Linked DNA regions of Bombyx mori: region 2 is linked to region 1. A link is a contact called in public Hi-C data. All regions are on one chromosome and are shown on one strand. Each heading gives the region's core, a stretch centred on a gene start, on an enhancer-like site or on the middle of the called end of the contact. The rest is flanking DNA. Distances are from core to core; before and after follow the strand shown. Region 1 holds the start of LOC693090 (acyl-CoA-binding domain-containing protein 6-like). Region 2 overlaps LOC101740542 (E3 ubiquitin-protein ligase Nedd-4).

Region 1 (3,476 bases), core at 495-2,994:
AAGTTTTGATTCGTTTGAGTTCTTTTAACTTTTAATTTTTTTTATTGCTATAAAGAACATACGACCGGGCAGATATTACAAGGTAAATGTCGCGAAAAAAAAGTAATTATATATATACTTTTCTTTTACCTATAATACTTACATAAACTAACTGATAAACACATTAACCTTCTTTACATCACGCAATTAAGTGATAGTATAGGCTAAAAAATCTATTATAAGATATCAGTGACAACCCTAACAAGCCATCCCTATTTTGTCTTTTGGCGTTCCAATTTTGTGTTTTCTCGTCCCTAATTTTTCCAGTCTCGTTCCCAATTACCCTACATACGTCCCAATTTTCCCCAAAAAGAAAGGAAAAAATATACATTTTTTATTTTGTCGAAATATTGTATTTAAAATAAGAATATTACAACTTACCGTTTGTTGTGGTATTTCCAGGTGTATTAAAAACTTATATAAACTGTGATCTTATTAAAAAAACAACGATAACATTACTTTTTTTAAAAGTTCTGTAAGCTGTTTTAAAACGCACTTTTCAACCACTATTTTCAATTTAATTTGACGAATTTTTGGGACCAACTTAACTCATATTTAGTACTTCCATAGTTAGCTTGGTTTTTCTTCTATACATTGATAAATATTAACATAAACAAAATTAGGTAGACTCCGTGCTACAGGTACTTTGAGAATCTTCCGCAGGTTTGTCCCAATTTACCCCAGGATCCCAATTTACCCCATGTCATGGTAATTAAACTTGTTTCTTTTTAAAATCATTCATGGAGGGTAGAGGTAAGGAGAACCGTCTCTGTTGTGAAAAGTGTCCGATAAAATCTGCTAAATAATGGTGGCGCTACAGTAGCAACCGGGCAAATTTTAAAAAAGGCGATGAAAGTTATTAGAATAAGATAGAGAAATAAAAAAAGTCGAAAGAACTGTAAGCACTACTAAATCACAAAAGGTATTTTATTTAAAGCTGATAAGAAAATGCAATCGATGTCTCTACGTTTTACCACAGCAATAATTTTAGGTTATATTGACGAAATTAGTTTGGACTACGTAAACATGTGAGGTCTTGTATATTACAATATATTACAATATATTACAAATATTACAATTACTAAGTCACGGTCCATCAGTTAATGGACCGTGACTTAGTCAGTTAATCAGTTAACAACTGCTCAATTCATAACATACCCTGTGCCTATGCTAGCGCCATTCTGGAGGATTTTTGAACTGTTATGTAGTGCTGAAAGTGGGACACTTTTTCAAGCTTCTCCCATATGAGACGGTTCTCTCTACCTCTACCCTTCATAATAATAATTGTTAAAAATGATAAGGTTCCTAATGTGTTACCTTCAAAAAATTACAGTACAACTACTTTTACGACGTACTTTGTAAACTTAACGTTACCTAGTAGCTCTAGAAGTGCACAAATGTGGGATAGTGAAACAAAACCACTGGACGTAGCTTTTCAGAATCTTCCAAAAAGTCCACCGAAAAGTTTCAATAAAAAACCCACCACTTTACTGAGTCTATGTCATATTAACTCCATGGCTATCTCATGTCGTCTCATTTCTTTTAATTTTATCCCAATTGTTTAATGTTTCAAATTAATCAACGCTATGTGGTGTGATATCTTCGCCTTTCTAGTTGGAAAATTGGAACTACTACTGTCAAATCTGTCAGGTGCCAACTAATAGTGTCAACCTAGTTTAATCCTTCCAATAGCCTTCAAGCAATATTTTAGCTTATGCAATGAGCGATGGTAGGCCTGTAAGTGGTCAGCTAAAGAAGTTTGTTTTCCGCGCAAGATCCTCTACAAACGGCGACACTCGAGGTGAATATTTGGAGATTGTTATCCCGGAGCTATTGTCAGCCGGTTATTCGTTTTACACGTGGCCATCTGCGCCTCTGCTAGCTTGGTACTTGTGGACGCAAAGGCGACATATTCGCGGTCTGAGAGTGTTGGAGTTAGGTTGCGGAACAGGACTGCCGGGAATACTCGCCGCGAAGTGCGGAGCGCTCGTAACCCTCACCGACAGTCTAACATTACCGAGATCGCTTCGTCACCTTTCTGCTTGTTGTGAAGCTAACGGCTTGGTACCCAATCGTGACTTGCAGATAGTAGGTCTCACATGGGGCTTGTTTTTGGGTGATCTACATAACTTACGTCCGGTAGATCTGATTCTTGCGTCCGATTGCTTTTACGAGCCATCACAATTCGAAGAAGTACTATCAACTGTAGCGTATCTGCTTGAAGGCACTGACGCGCGTTTTTTGTGTTCTTACCAGGAACGCAGCACAGACTGGTCTATTGAAGCTCTACTGAAGAAGTGGGGACTCAAAGGTGCACTTCTGGACCTGGACTCACTCAGTGAAAGCTCTGGTGTTGACTACAGGGCTTTGATCGGCGAACGCTCCTTACACCTGTTGGAAATAGTATCATTATAGGTTATGGCCAGTACGGCAAGAGCAGCCCGCCTGTATGTAGGCAACCTTGCCTGGACAGTTGGCCATCGACAACTACGAGAATATTTCTCACAATTTGGTCCAGTGCAGAGTGCAAGAGTAGTATTCGATCGATCAACGGGCCTCAGCAAGGGCTACGGTTTCATTGAATTTACTAGTCCCTCAGCTGCAGCTGATGCAACTAATAAGCAGATTCACACACTTGAAGGTTTCAACTTAAGTGTTCAATTGCAAAATAATTAGATATTCTGAATTTTAGTTAGTTTTTAAAATGGCTGAGGCTCTTCCAGACTATCCAGACTCAGATTTTTCAGATGAAGATCAGTCTCCATTGGACAGCTTGTTCAATAAGGCAGCTGACCATCTTAGAAAGGTTACAAATAAATTAACCAATGGTCAACTTTTGGAGTTGTACGGGTTGTTCAAGCAAGGTACTGAAGGTCAATGCAACACTCCAAAGCCTGGGTGGTTAGATGGTAAAGGACGTAGGAAATGGGAGGCCTGGAAGAATCTTAAAGATATGCCCAGTGAAGAGGCTAAGGAGAAATATATTGCTTTGTTGAAAAAATATGATCCTGACTGGTCAGGTACACCTCAAAAGACAAATATTGATACCAAGGAAACATGGGTAGCTGTCTCATCAATGAGATATTCGCCTGAACCAGACCTCGTGCACAATGAGCTTTCTTTGCTTGATGCAGCCAGAGAAGACTGCGGAGAGCGAGTGAAGGAACTTCTGATCAAGAAGCCGGAATTGAAATATGAGAAAGACGAAGATGGCCTCACTGCACTACACTGGGCTGCTGACAGAAATGCAATTAACGCACTAAGTGCAGCCTTAAGTGGAGGATGTCCTATTGATGCAGTCGATGAATGTGGTCAAACAGCTCTGCATTACGCAGTTTCGTGTGGTCATGTAGAATCAACTAAAATCCTGACGAAAGCTGGAGCTACACTGCTAGAAGACGAGGAAGGTAACACTCCATTAGACCTGGCTACTGATA
Region 2 (3,641 bases), core at 874-3,373, 51 kb after region 1:
CGCAATTTCATTCTTTATAAATTTGAATTTTTTTGTTATTTTGGATAATCTTTCGTTTGATTCGTGATACGTTTTCACTTGCAGCACGGGCTTCGGCGATTCTAAACACTAACAATGCATACATACATACTCGTATATACATACATCACTTGCAAACCAAATTTGTTTGAATATAATTTTATAGTTTTCATTTTTTTGAACGATCGTGTAGCCATTTTCGTGAAGTATAAAAAAATATGCAACATTTAAATTTTTTTAAGTAGGTAACTTTACTAGTGGTAGGTAGGACCTCTTGTGAGTCCGCCCGGTTAGGTACGACCTTGCCTATTTCTGCCGTGAAGCAGTAATGCGTTTCGGTTTGAAGGGTGGGGCAGCCGCTGTAACATACTTGAGACCTTAGAACTTATATCTCAAGGTGGGTGGCGCATTTACGTTGTAGATGTCTACGGGCTCCAGTAACCACTTATCACCAGGTGGGCTGTGAGCTCGTCCACCCATCTAAGCAATAATAAAAATGTATCCTGTAATCGGGTTACAATGTAATTTTATTATTTGCGCGTTTTGAATAAAAAAATTTATTGCCCCTTTAGGCAGACGAGCGTACGGCTCATCTGATGGTGAGTGGTTACCGTCGCTCATGGACGTCAGCAATGCCAGGGGCGGAGTCAAGCCGCTTTCTAAATCTAATCCATAATAATCACCAAATTTTGATCTGTCTCGATTATTTTAGTATAAGTATTAAGATAAAATGTTGCACTATGTTCTGACAGAGGTGGCACGCTTAGATCAAGTTAATCTGCCGTGCGTCAATTGTGTTCGAAGGTGGTTAACGCGAAACCACGAATTAATTCATTGTCCCAAAGACTAATTTTTTTATTATTAGTATATAATAATATCGCACTTAAAGGATTGAAGTGGCTAAAGTTAACATTTTAAGAAAATGAGTCTTATACTTTGAACGACTTATAAACATTGTATTCTATCAGTTTATAAAACAAAATTTAAATTTTTGCTCGAAAAAGACAAAGTACACTTTCCATCACTTTTAAATGAAGCGCATACTTTAAACTTTAAGGTGTACGCTTTAAGGCTTAAAGTATTAAAATCAAAATTGAAAAATTACAATTCTTATTTTTGGCGTTTACAAAAAAAAAAAAAACAAGTATTTTAGATTAAGCCACTTCAATTCTAAAGGTATACAAATATATATTGATTGATTATTTTATAAATATCTCTTCACGGAAATGACTGCACGTTTCGATAATCATAGAGGCATCATTCATTAGGCGTTCTTCATTTAACAAACTAACAGATTTGGATCACAACGGATCGGTAACACATTGTGTGGTGCTGCCGGCATCGGCGTAGACAATTCCGCGCACGTAGCCATCGACGGGCAAACACAAACTTATCCGAGCAGTTGAGTGGTGAAATTCGATGCGCCGATATACCGGTGGCGTTTGAGAACTGCCAAAGCTTCACGACTGGTTTTCTTTTAATAAAATAAAGACTTAACCTAAATTCATGCGGCTTATAACCGAATAACGCTTGCTTCGTTGGCCGTAATAAAGTAAACTCTCAATTGCCTGCGTAAGTTTGGACGTTCGTAACTAATGTAATCTCTGACAGGGGGATGTAAACAGTACGAACTCGGAAGTGACGTCAGCCGAAGAAACCCCGTTCGCCACGCCCGATAGGTCGCCGGAATTGAGGAGAAACGAAAACGAACCAGAGCCAAGGATAGCGACTAACATTAGTGTAACCGACTGTGATAATATTGATAGTAGTTTAAGCAATAATGATACAAGAGAAGACGACGACGTTGTCTGCGCTAATGAGATTAGCAGGGACGAAGCTGTCAATGAGACGGTCAATACGGAAGCCGATGAGACAGAAAGAGACGGAAACAACACAAACGCTCAAGACGACGCAGACGATAACGATCAGGCTAGTCAAGACACCGTCGACAATGGAAACGTTCTACAGCAAACCGAGAACAATGGAAACGATCTTAACGATGAAACAACGAACGAAGCGCGCAGCGAACAACCAGTTATAGAAGACACGTTGACGTTCGACGAGAACCACTTTAGTACGCCGACAGGCGGGGTCTCTCCGGAGAGGTCGCCGCGGACACGACGCCGGAGGACCACGACCAGCTCGATGGAGGACTCGGAGGTAAGGAAACGGATGGACGGGGCAGCGGGGTGTGACGAGCCCATCAAACGGCTAATAGTTACTAAAGCAATAAAATTGATTTTAGAACAAAATTATAAATGATTATGAAAGTATCCTCCCCGTCACATTCCGCCCTCCTCCACTACCATCCCGCGTGTAATGTTGTCGATGAGGAGTGATACGACGCTGCCGCGGTATCTATACGTGCTTAGGTCGCCAAATCGACTGGACACAGGCACTTATACTTATAGTTGTGACGTCATTACACTAACACTCCCGACTTGTGGCTGTATTCAATTGAATATCGAATTCGTTTACATCATTACGATTTGAATACGGTTCCGAAAAGCTCTGTCTTTTTCGTTCTAGTCGTTCTCCTATTAGAATGAAAGAGACGACAATATTTCCGTATTAACAAATTCACGTAATGGCTTACATTTATTTCATTATTAAAAAATCATGCGTTTCGCTTGTGCTTTCCGCTTTTTTCTAATCGTAGCTTGCTTTTTAATATGTAGTTAGTTGGTGTTGTGGTAAATGTTACCAAAATAATAGGTTAAAAAAATTATCGAATCGATTTGTAAACAAAAAAATCGATTAGATTGATTATCGATAATCGTGTATTATGATGTAGTTGAAACTTTACCTATATAACTGTACTAAGTATCTTACGATAAATTAATTTAAAAATATGCTTTCGTTAAGGGGTTAAATATTTTATAGGAGAAGCTAAATAATGTTCATATTATAAATATACATATGTACACCACATTCCATGCATATGAGATTACACACTGCGCAAAATGTATGAGGGATGTAGTGCCAAATATAATCTAGGGTTGTCTGATCAGCGCTGCATGTTTTTTAGTGCACACATTTACGACACTGTTAAATTTGTCGCCCTGGAGCTTCCTGATTCGATCTTATTAATTCAAATGACAATTATATAAACTTAAAAAAAAATACATTAAAAAAAAGATTTGGGTATTATTCTCTCACGATTTGGCACTGCATATTAAGCTTCGGGTAGCCCTATGGTTATTTTTTCTAATTGACCTAAAATGTTTTGTTAAATAGGACGAGACCGATGGCTCCACCGAAAGCACGAGGAGTAGCGCCAGCAGCAGCCAGAGTCAGAACTTGCCCAGCAGTGAAGGTAACACTTGAACTGATCAGGAGATTTTATATTAAGATACCACAAAACCCGGAGAAGTGCAGAAGGAAATTGAAAAACTAATCTGTGTACTTCGTATTTATGTGTCCACGTTCGGTCGCGCTAGGGCTGTCAACTTCGACTTATGCAAAAATGTGTAATGTGAAAAATAAGAACTATGGTGGTGACCCTAGTATCTAAATGTTTGATTGATTGACAATGAAACAGGAAGGCGAGAAAAAAAGAATCTGAATCTAATGAAGCTTAATATTATTTAAACTATTACAAAAAAATTTAAACTGTCGAAAAT

What was found. Hi-C and Micro-C count contacts between places; a contact is called where the count stands out from the background.
Region 2: a Hi-C map of whole pupa shows a contact between it and region 1, with 1.9 times the contacts expected there. The contact joins the enhancer-like site here to the promoter of LOC693090 in region 1. A contact is called at or near these places in 2 of 7 Hi-C or Micro-C datasets (both in whole pupa).

What each region holds. Positions count from the first base shown.
Region 1 is chr19:1,929,030-1,932,505 of ASM3026992v2, forward strand. LOC693090 (acyl-CoA-binding domain-containing protein 6-like) reads left to right here and starts at 1,745. Exons shown (of 2, transcript NM_001046843.1): 1 at 1,745-1,840; 2 at 2,296-3,476. The coding sequence starts at 2,744. LOC101738122 (CCR4-NOT transcription complex subunit 11) reads right to left here. Exons shown (of 11, transcript XR_009975632.1): 11 at 1,752-3,476. It overlaps LOC134200636 (a long non-coding RNA gene), which reads left to right. Exons shown (of 2, transcript XR_009975636.1): 1 at 1-747. LOC134200638 (a long non-coding RNA gene) reads right to left here and starts at 476. Exons shown (of 2, transcript XR_009975638.1): 1 at 421-476.
Region 2 is chr19:1,979,193-1,982,833 of ASM3026992v2, forward strand. It overlaps LOC101740542 (E3 ubiquitin-protein ligase Nedd-4), which reads left to right. Exons shown (of 19, transcript XM_062673870.1): 9 at 3,256-3,334. The region is part of intron 1 of LOC134200636 (a long non-coding RNA gene); the gene reads left to right. Among protein-coding and RNA genes, the nearest start is that of LOC101740410, 19 kb to the right of the region's middle. Within about 2 kb of position 2,124, at least 4 of the 8 cell types and tissues checked have open chromatin away from gene starts, as enhancers often do.